Regions from separate parts of the Mus musculus genome. Here all the other regions are linked to region 1. A link is a contact called in public promoter capture Hi-C data. All regions are on one chromosome and are shown on one strand. Each heading gives the region's core, a stretch centred on a gene start, on an enhancer-like site or on the middle of the called end of the contact. The rest is flanking DNA. Distances are from core to core; before and after follow the strand shown.

The links. Promoter capture Hi-C pulls out the DNA fragments that hold promoters and counts their contacts.
Region 2: a promoter capture Hi-C map of pre-B cells shows a contact between it and region 1, with 3 times the contacts expected there. The contact joins the promoter of Ccdc57 here to the promoter of Faap100 in region 1. A contact is called at or near these places in 2 of 39 promoter capture datasets (liver and pre-B cells) and 1 of 115 datasets of contacts at active chromatin or transcription factors (pancreatic cancer cells).
Region 3: a contact with region 1 is called in a promoter capture Hi-C map of neutrophils, with 2.8 times the contacts expected there. The contact joins the promoter of Slc16a3 here to the promoter of Faap100 in region 1. A contact is called at or near these places in 3 of 39 promoter capture datasets (embryonic stem cells, liver and neutrophils).

What each region holds. Positions count from the first base shown.
Region 1 is chr11:120,376,578-120,381,230 of GRCm38.p6, forward strand. Faap100 (Fanconi anemia core complex associated protein 100) reads right to left here and starts at 2,169. Exons shown (of 10, transcript NM_027980.2): 1 at 1,965-2,169; 2 at 1,751-1,869; 3 at 129-1,084. The coding sequence starts at 2,129. Nploc4 (NPL4 homolog, ubiquitin recognition factor) reads right to left here. Exons shown (of 17, transcript NM_001195023.1): 17 at 3,221-4,653.
Region 2 is chr11:120,930,637-120,935,264 of GRCm38.p6, forward strand. It overlaps Ccdc57 (coiled-coil domain containing 57), which reads right to left and starts at 2,236. Exons shown (of 19, transcript NM_027745.1): 1 at 2,080-2,236. It overlaps A430102A20Rik (a long non-coding RNA gene), which reads left to right and starts at 2,228. Exons shown (of 3, transcript XR_880367.2): 1 at 2,228-2,455; 2 at 2,705-2,772; 3 at 2,920-3,376.
Region 3 is chr11:120,947,174-120,951,579 of GRCm38.p6, forward strand. Slc16a3 (solute carrier family 16 (monocarboxylic acid transporters), member 3) reads left to right here and starts at 1,894. Exons shown (of 6, transcript NM_001038653.1): 1 at 1,894-1,977.

The DNA of each region.
Region 1 (4,653 bases), core at 919-3,418:
GGCCCATACCTGCTGAATTAGCAAAAGTCTCACCAAACAAAAAGGCAAGGAAGAAGGACAGCTGAGGGAAGAGACCGTCAGGGAGGAGCCTGTCCTGCGCCTCTATGATGACGAATGGCAGCTCATACCTGTAGGTGCCCTTGCTGTCACACACAGAGCCAGGGCGCTGCAGATGTTCAAGCTGGCTGGGCACAGCACAGAGGGTAGACCTCCTATGGCCCCGTCTGGCTTCTCAGGGTTCCAAGGACTGTCTCTCCGAGTCAAGTCTACCACACAGAGGTCTGAGGGAGTGCTGTGGTACACGTGGCCATCCCTGTCACAGGCAGCACAGAGCACAGGCCCTGGGAGGCAATACTCACGCAGCTCCGGCACCAGATTCCCTGACTCACTCCAGCTGGCCTTGATGGCCAGTGTCCGGCCCTGGTGACCAAGGGCTACTAGGCAGTCAGAGTGTTCATGCTGGCCAGGCAGCAGCTCTCCTGCTGCTTCCTCCTCGTGTGGCTCTGCCCTCAAAGCCCCAATGAAGATCACAGGCTCCTCTAGGTGGTGGAGGATCTTGACCAGGACCTTTGGGTCACCAGGGGCTAACCCAGAAGTAACCAAGGCCTTCAGGACCACACAACAAAGCTGGCCATCAGGGAGACCGCAGAGGATCACAGGGGACTGCAGGAGGGTGGCATCGACTCCAAAGAGTAGACCAAAGAGAGCCTCCTCCAGCGTGAAGCACCCACAGCCCTGGGGGTGACCATGAGGTGCCCTGGAGTCTGGTGGGAACACGCAGCACAGCACGGGCAGGAAGCGGGGGGCTGCAGGCTTCTCTGGCACCCCACCTGGTGGGGTGCAAGTGGACAACTCCACCTCACCAATCTGGCCTCTGGGCAGAGGCTCCTCCCCTGCACAGGGACGCTCAAACAGCTGCATCTTCCACTGGGTGGGGCCCTGTGCCAGGGTGACCAGCATATCATCCAGCACGGTGAAGGCACAGAGGGCAGCGTCAGGGAGGACACACGCATCCGGGTCCACATGGATCACAGGGTAGGGGGGAGCCGCTTCCTCTTTGTCCTCACAGGCCTGGCTCCCAGACCTTCAGGAACAATGGAAGCATAGTCAGTATTGGGTGGGGTAGACTCACACCGTGCTCAGCAGTAACCTGACTTGCTCTGAGTAGGCTAGGCAGGAGACATCACAGGCCATTCAGCAGGTAGGTCTCTCTCTCTCTCTCTCTCTCTCTCTCTCACACACACACACACACACACACACACACACACGCTTGACACAGGATCAGCCAGAAACATAGCTCTGCAGATCGAGGCAGCTTGGGAACTATTCCCAAGGCTGCCTGGGCTGTGCACGGTGAGTTCTTCCAGCACAAGCCAAGGGACACGAGCTTTTGCCACTCACTGCTTGCCAGAGACACCGTCTTCTGAGACCCACTTCCAAGAGGTCTTGCCAGGCACCGGAGGGCAGTGATAGCGGTGCTCCTGGTTGCAGACTTCACTACCTGAGCCTCAACAGCTAAGAACTTCACAAAAGCAGACACAACTGCCACGCCTGCATATGCACAGGTACTAGAGAGCGGGAATGGGCGGCCTAGACCGCAGTCCTCTGCTTCCTACCCCAGTGTGTTGTCAGTGGCCGTCAAAGGGACTACTACTGGGACAAACCTCTCACAACTAGGAGGACATGAAAGCCGGCCTCCCTGGGGACCCGACTTGTCACTGGCCGGCCGCGTGGGGCCACGCCCCCTCACCTGTCCAGCGAGTCCAACGACAGGCAGTAGATGCCAGTCCGGGCACACAGGACGTAGAGTGCCCTGCGGATGGCCAGGAGCTGCAGGTGCCATACCTGGTCGGGAAACTGGTACACCGCCTGGGCGCCAGGAGAGCGAGGTCAGGCGAGGGCACACGCGGCCCCGGCTCACCTCGGAACGGCGCCGCCCGCCCGCCCTCCCGCCCTCCGCTCACCGTCAGCAGCCCGCCCTCCTGGTCATACACATAGACGAACTCGCGTCCGGTGGACAGAAAGACCTCAGCCTCATGCCGCAGCACAAACGGCTTCCCCGCCGCTCGGCCTCCGAGCGGGCAGCAGAAGTCCGACAGGTAGTGCACGCGCGAGGAAGCGCCCGCCATCCTGCGGGCGCCGGGCCAGAGCTCAGCCCGGAGGGGCGGTGCCGCCTCCAGGCTTTACGGCCGCCCACGGCGCGGCGCGGCCTCCGCCGTAAAGCGGCCGCTGCGGAGGCGTGGCCGGAGCCTGCTGCAGGGGCGGGGACAGTTGCTCTACGGTCCGCTAGAGGGCGGGAACGCCCCCAAACACCGTGGCTTAGCAAAGAGCCACAACGGGAGGCACAAAGCCAGAGGGTAGCCAAATAATGCAGTCCTGCAAGTTCACTGGGGCCCGCGTCAGGGCCCTTGCCTCGGATCACCTACCTGTTGAGCAGAGGTTGCTCTGGTGCAAGGCTTGTATGCAGCACTTGCCCTGGCACCGTTTTGTGACAGCACTTGAGAGCACCACCCGTATAGCACGGGGTTTCAGGAGTAGGGTGGCACAGCACACCATTCAGTCCCTTGATAGGGAAAAAGGTGCTTCAGGCCAGCCATCCAGAAGAGCCTTTGCTCCACTCATGAACGCGGCAGGATGTGATTCTACAGCAGAGGATGCTGAAAACCCTAATGAGCTGGGTCTAAGGGAAACCACATTTTCTTCAATGACAGCTCTTCTTGGGGCTCCCTGAGGGAGCAGGCGGAGAATCCTACCCTGGAATGAGGCTCCAAGTACAAGATGAAATACTACTCTTCCAGAGCACTCATCAGAAACTAGACACCACTGCCTATGCTTCTGAAGTGGCAGCTACTCGGAGGGCTGAAGGCAGGAATACTTGAGTTCGGAGCCAGCGCAGGCAACCTTGACTCTTAAAAGAACGTTCATCTGAAAATTACAGCGGACAAATCTACAAAGGTGTGTGGGGTCACAACCAGGCACAAAACGTCCTGTGAACTTAGAGAGCATAGTGTAACCCTAGTGTAGATGTCAGAACAACATCCTGGGGCTGGAGAGACGGCTCAGCCGTAAGAGCACACGCTGTACTTGCAGAAGACCCAAGTTTGATTCCCAGCATCCACATAGGGAAGCTCACAACCCCCAACAGCTCCAGGGGCTCCTACATCTTTTACTAAGGTATTTATGTGTACAAAAGCATACGATTAAATAAATAAAAGCTGTGTGGTGGTATACACCTTTAATCCCAGCACTCAGGAGGCAGAGGCAGGTGGATCTGAGTTCAAGGCCAGGCTGGTCTACAAAGCTAGTTCTACAACAGCAACGCTTATGAAAACAAAACAAAACAAAAAACAAAAAGCTCTGTCTGGAACTGGACACCCCCCAGCCCCAAATATTTATTTCTTAGGCTTTATAGTTGTAGCCTGTCTGTGCTTCCAGAGTACTGGGAATAAAGGCACAGACCACTATGCCCAGCTGTAAATTAAGTGAAAACAAAAAAACAAAAACCAACTTTAACCCAAGGGTGAAGCCTGGACCTATTTTATCATTTCTGAGTGGTCTCTGAAACAGATCTGAGCCCAAGCCCCAGGCTGCTCTGAAGACACCTTGAGTGGAAACAAGTGGGAGATGAATTCTTTGCAGCATCGGAGTCACCTCCAGGGTTGGAAGCATCGTCAGTTTATCTTCTGCACACCAGGTTCTAACACTCAGGACTGTCCTTACAAGGCAACACATCCATGCCACACCGGTGGACTGTGGTTCTGGGCACAGGAACAATGCACTGGGAGCAGGACAATCGCTTCAGGTGCTTTTATTAGGTTCCACTGCAGGGCTGGGGTCAGAAAAATACTCATCCACACCCAGCCAGTGCATACCTGTGAGCCCAAGCAGAGCAGAAGCGGGAGCACCCATGCCCCAGGAGCAGGCTGATCAGAGCAAGGCCAGGGCTAGACCCATCTCTGAGCCTGAAGAGGACCATGGCAGCCACTGGGTTCACTTGGGTGGGTGTGCTCACAAGCACCTCTTTTTGGGCTGTAGTGCCTGATGACAGTAGGGATTAGAGGTGGGACCAGGGCCACCTCCATGTAGAAGGAGGTAGCTGAGCTGCCCGGGTCTGAACCTTCTGTAGGGCTCACCCCAAGGTGGTAGCTTTAGCTTGACTCTCTTTGGACAATAAAATAAAGTGCATTACTGAACAAAGAGTAACTCAAAACCATAAGCAGAGAAACCACAAAAATTTCTTTAGCTATAAGTCAGAGAAAACAAGAATTATGTGGATGCCAGAACATGAGAACGTAATTAACTTTGTAGACAAAGATGAATGGGGGACAAGCAGTGGCAAACAGGTCTCCAGCGTCTGTGCTGCCCAGCACCTGCCCAGCATGTAATGGTGCTAGTGTGATTGGCATCAGAAACATAGCTAAGTCACAGACAGAAATGCCAGACTCAGGGACCAGAAAAAACAAAAAACAAAAAACCGAAAGGTGAAGCCCTAGCCAGAGACACTACCAGCCCTCAGCACTCTCTCTCTCTCTCTCTACTGCTGGCAGGTAGCTGGAGAGATCACTTGCCTTGCTCTCTACCACTGCTAACCCCTCAGGATGACCCTGTCAATACCAAACCAAGCCCAATGGCTCCACAGTCCCAGGGCTTTAG
Region 2 (4,628 bases), core at 986-3,485, 550 kb after region 1:
AAAATTATAAGGAAAGACTCTGTTTTACAACAAAGTGCCAGCTAATCAATGTAGGAGTAACGGAAATAGAAAAATATTTGACAGATATCACATATAGAATTCCTTCAGGACTGAAGCTGCCAGAGACAGAAAGAGGTCACCACACTTAAGCACGGCTATCTGACTCCACATCAGGCAGTGTAAGTGCTGATTCTCTGCCAGCTTCAAATGAGACCTTGTGGCTCCAGTAAAAAGAAAATCCAGGAGTCAGAATAGACATGGTGGTTCTTCAGAGTGAAATTACTGGAATTATGTGGGTGCTTAAGAAGAGACAAGAAGCCGGGCTTGGTGGCACATGCCTTTAATCCCAGCACTCGGGAGGCAGAGGCAGGTGGATTTCTGAGTTCGAGGCCAGCCTGGTCTACAGAGTGAGTTCCAGGACAGCCAGGGCTATACAGAGAAACCCTGTCTCGAAAAACAAAAACAAACAAAAAAAGAATGGTTCCCATAGGCTTATGTATTTGAATGCTTAGTCACCAGGGAGTGGAACTGTTTGTAAAGATTAGAAGGATTAGGAGGTGTGGCCTTATAGGAGGAAGTGTGTGTCACTAGGGTGGGCTTTGAGGTTTCAGAAGCCCACGCCAGGCTGTCTCAGTCTGTCCTGTCTCTAGATTAGGGTGTAGCTGTCAGCTACCAAGTACCATGCTTGCTGCCATGATGATAATGGACTAAGCCTCTGAAGCTGTACACCAGCCCCTAGTTAAATGCTTTCTTTTATAAGAGTTGCTTTGGTCATGGCGTCTCTTCATAGCAACAGAACAGTGACTAAGACAGTGGGCTTATACTGGACTATTCCTGAAGCCAATGAAATTCCTGCCTGGTTCTCATGGAGCAGTTTCATAAAAGATTCCAGGATACAGGTGGAAGGGCAGTGACCTCTGAGGTCCTCCCTGTGGGGACATCAATGATCTCCATCTCTTCATGACTAGCCCATCCCTTGGAGTCGCTGTTATCCTCCACCTGCTATTCCCAGGGAGGACCGACCTGTACCCAGGCAGGAGCCCTGGAGAATACAGCCTGTTCTTGTTTCCTGCAGCTCTCCCTGGGCCCCAGCTGCCAGAGCAGTGATTGAAACCTACACTGATGCCGATTCTAAATAAAGACTGCTGGAAACTGGATCCCACTTCAGTCCGAATGGTCTGAATGGCCTTTGATTCAGTTAACTTGTGATTCTTTTTCTGCACCCAACATAGCAAGAATAAAACATGAAATCAAAAGAAAAAAAAAAATCAGGAAGCTTTCACTGACGTATGCTAAAATTAGTAGCTGAAAATATGGTTAAAAGCAAGACTTTTACACAGTCAAGCACCTCCCCAAATGGTGTTTATTATTTACAATAAGAAAATAGAAACCTGGGGGCTGGTGAGATGGCTCAGTGGGTAAGAGCACCCGACTGCTCTTCTAAAGGTCCTGAGTTCAAATCCCAGCAACCACATAGTGGCTCACAACCATCTGTAGTAGGATCTGATGCCCTCTTCTAATGTGTCTGAAGACAGCTGCAGTGTACTTACATATAATAAATAAATAAATCTTAAAAAAAAAAGGAAAGAAAACAGAAACCTTGTTATTTATTTAGATTTTAAGACAGAGTCTCTACATAGCTCTGGCTGTCCTGGAACTATGCAGACCAGGCCGGCCTCGAAATAACAGAAATCCGCCTGCCTCTGCCCCCAAATCCTGGGATTTTAAAGCATGTGCCACCATGCCGAGTAGAAAATAATAACTTTATGTTAGCCCCTTGGCAGCCACCACTTAAACCACTCAAACCTTGGCGACGAAAGTATTCCCCAGTAATGGGGCGTTTGCCTTCTGGGAGGCACGAGCGCGCCATTTTCTTGTTTAAAATGTGTAACTTAATTGTGTAAAATATCGGGCCAAGCCAGGATGACAAGTAGTCTACAAGATAATGGACTAATGAAGTCAGTGAGGGACTGAAGCGCTGTGAAGCGCGTGTGGCTAATCACGAGGTAGGCGTTTGGGAGTCTGAGTCAAAGAAAGCTACAGGGGAGCAAGAACCTGATGCGATGACCGTCCACTCACCGCGTGTGCCAGGACGGTCCCAGCGGAATTAGCTTCGTCTCCCGCGTGCGACCTAGAGCTGCGCCAGCTGGGACCCGGGTCTCCAGGATTCCGAGCGCCAGCACTCTCCCGCCCGAACCTACAGCGCGGGCCACGTTACCATAGCGACTGGAGTCAGTAACCTTGGTCCCGGTGCACCCTGAGCGGCGCTCCGATCCCGCCGGGCAGAAACAGGAGTCTCAACACAAAAGAGTTCCGACCTGTGCGCTGGTACCGAAGGAAGAGACGCTTGGGGTTCCGTGGCCTAGCAGACTCCCTGAGTAGTGCGAGCCAGTGAGCAAGGACCTACACCTACGGGGCCCTGTGCCCTCCCCCAGCTGTCCTGAGGGTCCCCAAGGTGCCCATTCTGGAGTCCCAAAGGGCTAACTTCAGCTTAGCAGGAGGTGCCTGTAGGCGGAGGGACTGGGAGCTCAGGGATGGAACCTGCAAGTCGTGGGTGGGAAGTTATTCTGGGACTCAGGTTTTCCCTTTGTAGACTGCACATGAGACTGTAACAAGGGTGCACATGGCAAGAGTGGGTGGAGGTTGCACCTAGGGCATGTCGCCAGGCGGAGAGGGCTAAGTGAAGAAGTTGATCCTCTTTCAGAGCCCTGGGTAAGGCGCAGTCACAAGAAGTCCATCCACGATTTGGTCTGAAACCCCAAGCATCAAAAGGTGAATGATCCTCCAAGACCCCAGCTTTCATGGAGCGTGTCCTGGACTAAGAAGAGTTGGATGGAATGGGGCTGGTTGCTGGGAAGGGCCTGCATGAGCCCCAGGAATTCGTTGTAGGCTCGCCTTTGTCTTTCTTTAAATCCTTAGGTCATCTGAGGGCCAGGGAGATGGCTCTGTGGATGTGTCAGTCTGATGACCTGATTCACACTCTGGGACCCACAGAATGGAAGGAGAGAACCAATTCCCATGAGTCTTCCCTATCCCCCATATGTTATGGTCTGCACGTTCACACAGTCACAAATAATAAAAAGAATGGTATTCTTATCTCTTTATACTGAAGAAGTTAAACTGTGGCCTGGTCCTGGAACTGGCATACACACCTAAACCAGCATAATTCCTAGGGGATGGGGAGTGTCTGGGAATCCCCTCCTCCAGGAGGGCAGTATCAAGAAGTCTAGTCATTCCTACTTTCCTGTCCTATATCCTGCCGTCTTCCTCTACCCGTCAGTCTCTTTCCCTCAACTTGCTGTCCCCACTTCCTGACAGCAAATGCTTGGTGTTTGAACCTTCCCCCAACCAGCTTGTCTTTGTAGCCTTCTTCTCAGCCAGGGAGTCCCCTGAACTTCTAGGGGCCTTCTGTTCTATTAGAAAGTGAGGTAACCTCAACTGCCAGTTCTTTGCTGTCAAATGTAAAACCCTTGCCTTAATTGAGGGGTCCAAGGGTCAGCCCCATTCCACAAGTATGTTCACACCCCTTGTCTCTGCCTCACTCTGTCACAGGAGCTTCCTGTAGTTGGTCTTTGCTACTTTGTGGTTCTTTTTCCCACCCCTGTTTCACCCCACCATCACCAGATAGGAGAGAAAGAAGGATGGGGGGAGAGAGTGGGATAGAGATTCCTGAATCTAATTTCTTTCCTTGTTTCTACTTTGAGCATAACGACTAACAAAACTGCAACACACACACCACGACCAACATCCACTCCCACTTCTCGGGGCCCTAGCATCTATATATCCTCTGAAAAGTTCCCAGAATTCCAAACATAACACAATCAAAGAAACTTATCTGCAGCTGGCAAAACATGCCTCTGCTAGAGCACGAGGCAAATCATAGTCAGCTGCTGTGGACTGTCTGAAGCAGTCTCATATCCCCACACCTAGGATTAAAATGAAAGCACATTCTTATGATATTTTTGTGTTTTTCAAAGAAACCAGAATTCCAGAATTTTCAAACATGCCACTATAGCTTCCCAAGGTGACAGAGGGAATTGGGCCTCTATGTACATGAAAATGGCTAGGGAAGCAGAGCGTGGTGGCACACGCCTTTAATTCCAGCACTTGGGAGGCAGGGGCAGGCAGATTTCTGAGTTCGAGGCCAGCCTGGTCTACAAAGTAAGTTCCAGGACAGCCAGGGCTATACAGAGAAACCATGTCTCGAAAAACCAAACCAAACCAAACCAAACAAACAAACAAACAAACAAAAACAAAGAAAAAGAAAGAAAAGAAAATGGCTAGGGAAGGCTGAGAGGAACCAGTCTAAGTTGTGTGCTCAAATTGGGGCCAGGCTACCCACAAGAGAGCCAGAATATGCTGGGCAGTGGTGGTGCATGCCTTTAATCCCAGCACTTGGGAGGCAGAGGTAGGTGGATTTGTTTGTTTGTTTGTTTGTTTGTTTTGTTTTTTTGAGACAGAGTTTCTCTGTGTAGCCCTGGCTGTCCTGGAACTCACTCAAGTGCTGGGATTAAAGGCGTGTGCCACCACCGCCCGCACAGCAGGCAGATTTTTGAGTTCGAGGCCAGCTTGGTCTACAGAGTGAGTTTCAGGACAGCCAGGGCTACACAGAGAAACCCTGTCTTGAA
Region 3 (4,406 bases), core at 644-3,143, 570 kb after region 1:
TGGGGTCCTCACATGTGTTGTTTCTGAAGCACCTTTTGAATAATAGTCAGGCCCTAGGCATGGGTGGAGTCTGAATGACTCTTCATGGAGGGCCATTGGAGAGTAAACACGTGATAGAGCATCTGGCCTTACCAGGCTGGGCATCTTCGTAGGTAAGGACTCAGGATGGTGGACTATGGGAGCCACAGCTAAGGCACATGGTGCCCAACCTCTTCACCACTGCTATCATGGTCAAAAGAATGGGCAGCTGTGACCTTCTGGACTCGGAGGTCACCCTTTCCCATTCTGGCTGTGTTAAGATCTTTGTCTAATGTTGAGTTATTATCAAAATTTCCTAGTTTCGGGGGACCTGGGGTCATTTAGGAGCCACATTAGAAGTGAGATGGACTGGGTACCCTAGGGTAAGTGTCTTGGGCCCTGTCCACCAAAGGCCATACTCCGAGATGCCTCCTCATCTCCTCACCCAAACTGCCCGGTCATTGGTCATTTCCATTGTGTGGCATGGGTTTGAATCGGCACCCCTTGCACCCCTCGGAGGACTGGAAAGAACTCTCCCAGCTCAGAATGGCTCTACTCTCTCCCAATCCTGTTCCTTTCCGGGAAGTCAGCATTTGTAGAGCAGCATGCAAAGCTGCTGTCCTGTCCTCATCTCCCACACTGGGCTGGGAGTGTTAGGATTGCTCTTGTGCTCTGTGTATTCAGATGCCCCAAGAGTTCTGTGCCCCAAGATCAGGTTGCAGTCTGGACATGGGCAGCGTATTGACCAATGTGCTGTGGAGAATGCTCCCCAATAACTTCTGATTGGATAGTAAAAGGCTAAAGCCTGTGACTGGGCAGGAAAGAGAGGAAGGTGGAACTTGAGATGAGTAGGGGTATCTCCAGTAGGTACCAGGAAAAGGAAAAAGGCAGGGGAAGGAAGAGGCCTGCCTTGAGGCAGGATGGTCTGGGAGGATGGACCATGAGCACGTGGCCGAGAGAAAATCGCTGAGGACACTCATGGGGCAGAGCAAACACAGCAAGACTCAGTTGGCAAGTAATGTGGCGTCTATAGTTAGGATGTTATAGCAATCTCAGAACCTGCCCGGTTTAAACTTACAGCTTGTTAATAAAAACACCAGGTTTCTTTGCCCCCCCCCCCGCCCCCCAGGGAGCTATACAGGCTAGAGTGGAGCAGAAATCCCCCCATAAAAATCACTTCTATAGGAGTTGAGGGGCGACAGAGCAGGGCTGTGTCAGTGCCTGTATCTGACTTTGTTGCAGGGCCCCGACCACAGGGGAAAACGGAAGTTCAGGGAGGTTGACAGCCTTGCCCAAGATCCCCGGTCAGTCCAAGGTGCCTGAGTCTTCCTAACTAGGGAAGACAGCTGCCACAGCCACACAATAGCCCAGGCTGAGGCACGAGCAAGGTATGGTGGTTTGGATGGGGCGAAAGTCCGAAGTAGGCAGGCGGCAGGAGCCCTGTGTGCATGAGGTGTGGTGGGGGCGTGTGCCACCCGGCAGAAGGCGCAGGCCAGAAGGCCAGGGTCTGGAGGGCAAAAGGTCCCAGTCTCGGAGATAGCGAGGACATTGCCACTCTCTTGCAGGAATCATGGAAGGAGCCCACAGTCTTGGGAGGGGATAAATGGAGGGTAGAATGGGAAGCAGAGGTGGGTAGTCACGGCCCAAGGGCGCGGAAGAGAACAGTGAGAAGGTCTGCGTTGGGTGGGGCCCGGGCCCCGGGCGCCTATAGAGCGAGTGCCAGCCTGGTCTCCCTGTTAAGTGGAGATGGCATTGTCCGCGCCGTCGGGGAACAGCGGCCAGGGCGCCCCCTCCGGCAGCGGCGCGGGGTCCGGGTGGGGAGGGCAGGGGCGGCGCCAGGCAGCGGTGACGTGCGCGGGGGACGTGCCGCGCGACGGATGAGAGCACTTAAAGTCGCCCCCGGCGCGGCGCCGGGCAGCCAAGGCGGACAGAGGCAGATACAGCGGCTGGCGGTAACAGGTAGGCGCGGCGAGATGCTTGGCGCGCGGAGCGAGGCTGGGACCCTCCCCCCGCCTCCAGTCGCCCAAGGTTTGGGGCCTTCGATCATCAGGCGGGGGATCCAGACCTGGAGCTCCCGGCCCCTGACCCTCTCTCCTCCTGGTTCTCCAGCCCCATTCTTTCTTGACTTGGAGAACCTTCTCACCACTGCGGCTCCACCAAAGGGCCATGAACAGCCAGTTGCGCGCTTGCATCCTGCTTCCCTGCCCTCGTAGACGCCTATCTATCCATCCGGTAGCCCTCGGGGGCTGGGCTTCGTCCAGGAGGGCAGCTGCCCTGGGCGACCAAACGTCCAGAGTATAAATAGCTCGGCCCAAGAGGGTTGGAGCGTGGCCGGACGGCCGGGGAACCTGGGCTATATTTGGTGGGAATGCTACAGCCTCCTTGGAACCCCGAATCTCCAGCGGGCGTCAGCAGGCCGCCCAGTGAGAGAGAGGGACACGTGCGCTTCGGAATGGTGCCACGTTGGGGGAGGTATGCCCTCGGGTCTCTTTCATCTCTTTACATCCACCTTTTCTACCATCTTAAACTCATCAACTCTTACCCAGCCACCACTATTAACCCAAACTAGGCACATGAAAGTGGGGTTTTCCTCCGGAGTGGGCTCTGTTTGCTCTATTCTCATCCGATAGGAAAACCAGGCACGGTCTGTTTTCTTACCTGACAAGTGGGTTGACTAGGCGCCTGCCTGGATGCTGGTCCAGTCAACAGACAGGCTCAAGAAACTGTTAACTCTGGACAGCTGATAGTGCTTGGAATCTGGGTGACAAGCAAGGAGAGGGCAGCAGGGCCCAGGCCGACAGGAACCCTTTCAGGACAACAGGTTGGTCTGAGCGTAACGGCAAGGTTCTCCCCATAACACAGGCTCATTAGCTTTCCCAAAGTTCTTCTGTTGGGAGCAGGTTATCCCCGAGGGCTCCCGGCATCATTGTACAGGCCCAAAGTTGGCTGGTGTCCCGTGGGTGCTGGGTCCGTCCGTGTTGAGGAACGAGGACAGTCCTAAAAGTGTGTGGACTCACTCAGGATGAGCAGTGACTAGTGCACAGCTAGGATGCTGTGCAAAGGATGAGTCTACCCCTTAAGGGGCACTGAGGACACTACCGAGATACATGTGGCCCCTTCTTGGCAAGGACTTTGAATAACCAGTGGTTTGGTTCCAAGATGGACTTGGCCACATCACCAGTGACCTTGGGCAGGGCTTGCTCCCCGTAAAAACGATCTCACTGCTTGGATGCCTAAATTTCGAGGGGCAGCGAGGAGAAAGCACAGTAGGCCTTAGAACCATCAAGAAGTAATGTTGAAGGGGCCAGTGCGTGGGACCCCACAGTATGCCGGTGTTCCGGGACTTTAGGACTCTAATCCTCCAGTGAACTGGTCAGAAAGGGGAGGGCTGGGGAGGCCCAGAAGCAGACACCTTTGGGCCCCATGCGGGACTTTCTGGATGGTGATGCTAAGCAATTAGAGACCTCTGGACCAGGCCTTGGTCCAGCTGGCACTGAGCACTGGCTCAGGGGCAGGTTAGGAATGGAGACCGCCCTAGCGGCAAGAGCAGACTTCTGGCCGTTGTTCCCATCAGTGGAATGGGCCATGAGGGGGTAGATGGATAATGAACTAGCCCATCTCAGCATCCCAGAGGTTCAGTCGCGCGCCCTCGCTCGCCTTCGTGAAGGGCAGAATGAACTGGCCCGCCTTGCAAGCTAATCTACGGGTGAGTCTTAGGTCTCTCAGGGCATTTGGCGCCGTGAGCTGCAAGTACGGTAGAAGCAGAGGACCGCCTACTCCAGGCAATACGGCAGCGGCTCCTCCCTTGGCGCGGTCACGTCCCCCACGTCCCGAGTCCGCTTGGGCGGAGCTTCCTTCCCTAACCCGACCCATTGAACCCCGCCCAGGTCGGCTGGACCACTATCTCCAGTCGGTTGCCGCCCTCTGATCCAAGCCCCACCCCCACTCATACTTCGGCCATCTCCAAACCTGTATCTCCTCTATGCCAGACAGTGATGGGAGTTGGAGGGCGCTTATGACTTCCGAGACTCCCTTTAGCTTTAATCTAGATTCTGGCTTTAGGGAGGAGGGCTGCATGAGAATCGAGGGCTCCGTAAGATGCTCTTGTGGAGGAGTGGACCGTGCAATGTTCAGCAGGGCCTTGGTGGAACTTTGCAAAGAAGGGTCTCCCACAGTAAGCCGGAGCAGGTCCCTAGGGCTGCCCCATTTTGTGACAGCCAAGGTTCCTCACAAGAAGGGGGATCTCAGGGCTGAGGTGGTGTGATGGTTGGTTCTGGGCAACTGTCTATTTTGGCAAACAAGGTCAGTATTTCTATCCCACGGATCCCTGCAAAGTTGATGTGAGCTGACAGGACAAAGCGCAGAGGAGCCAGGCACGCACTGCAGGC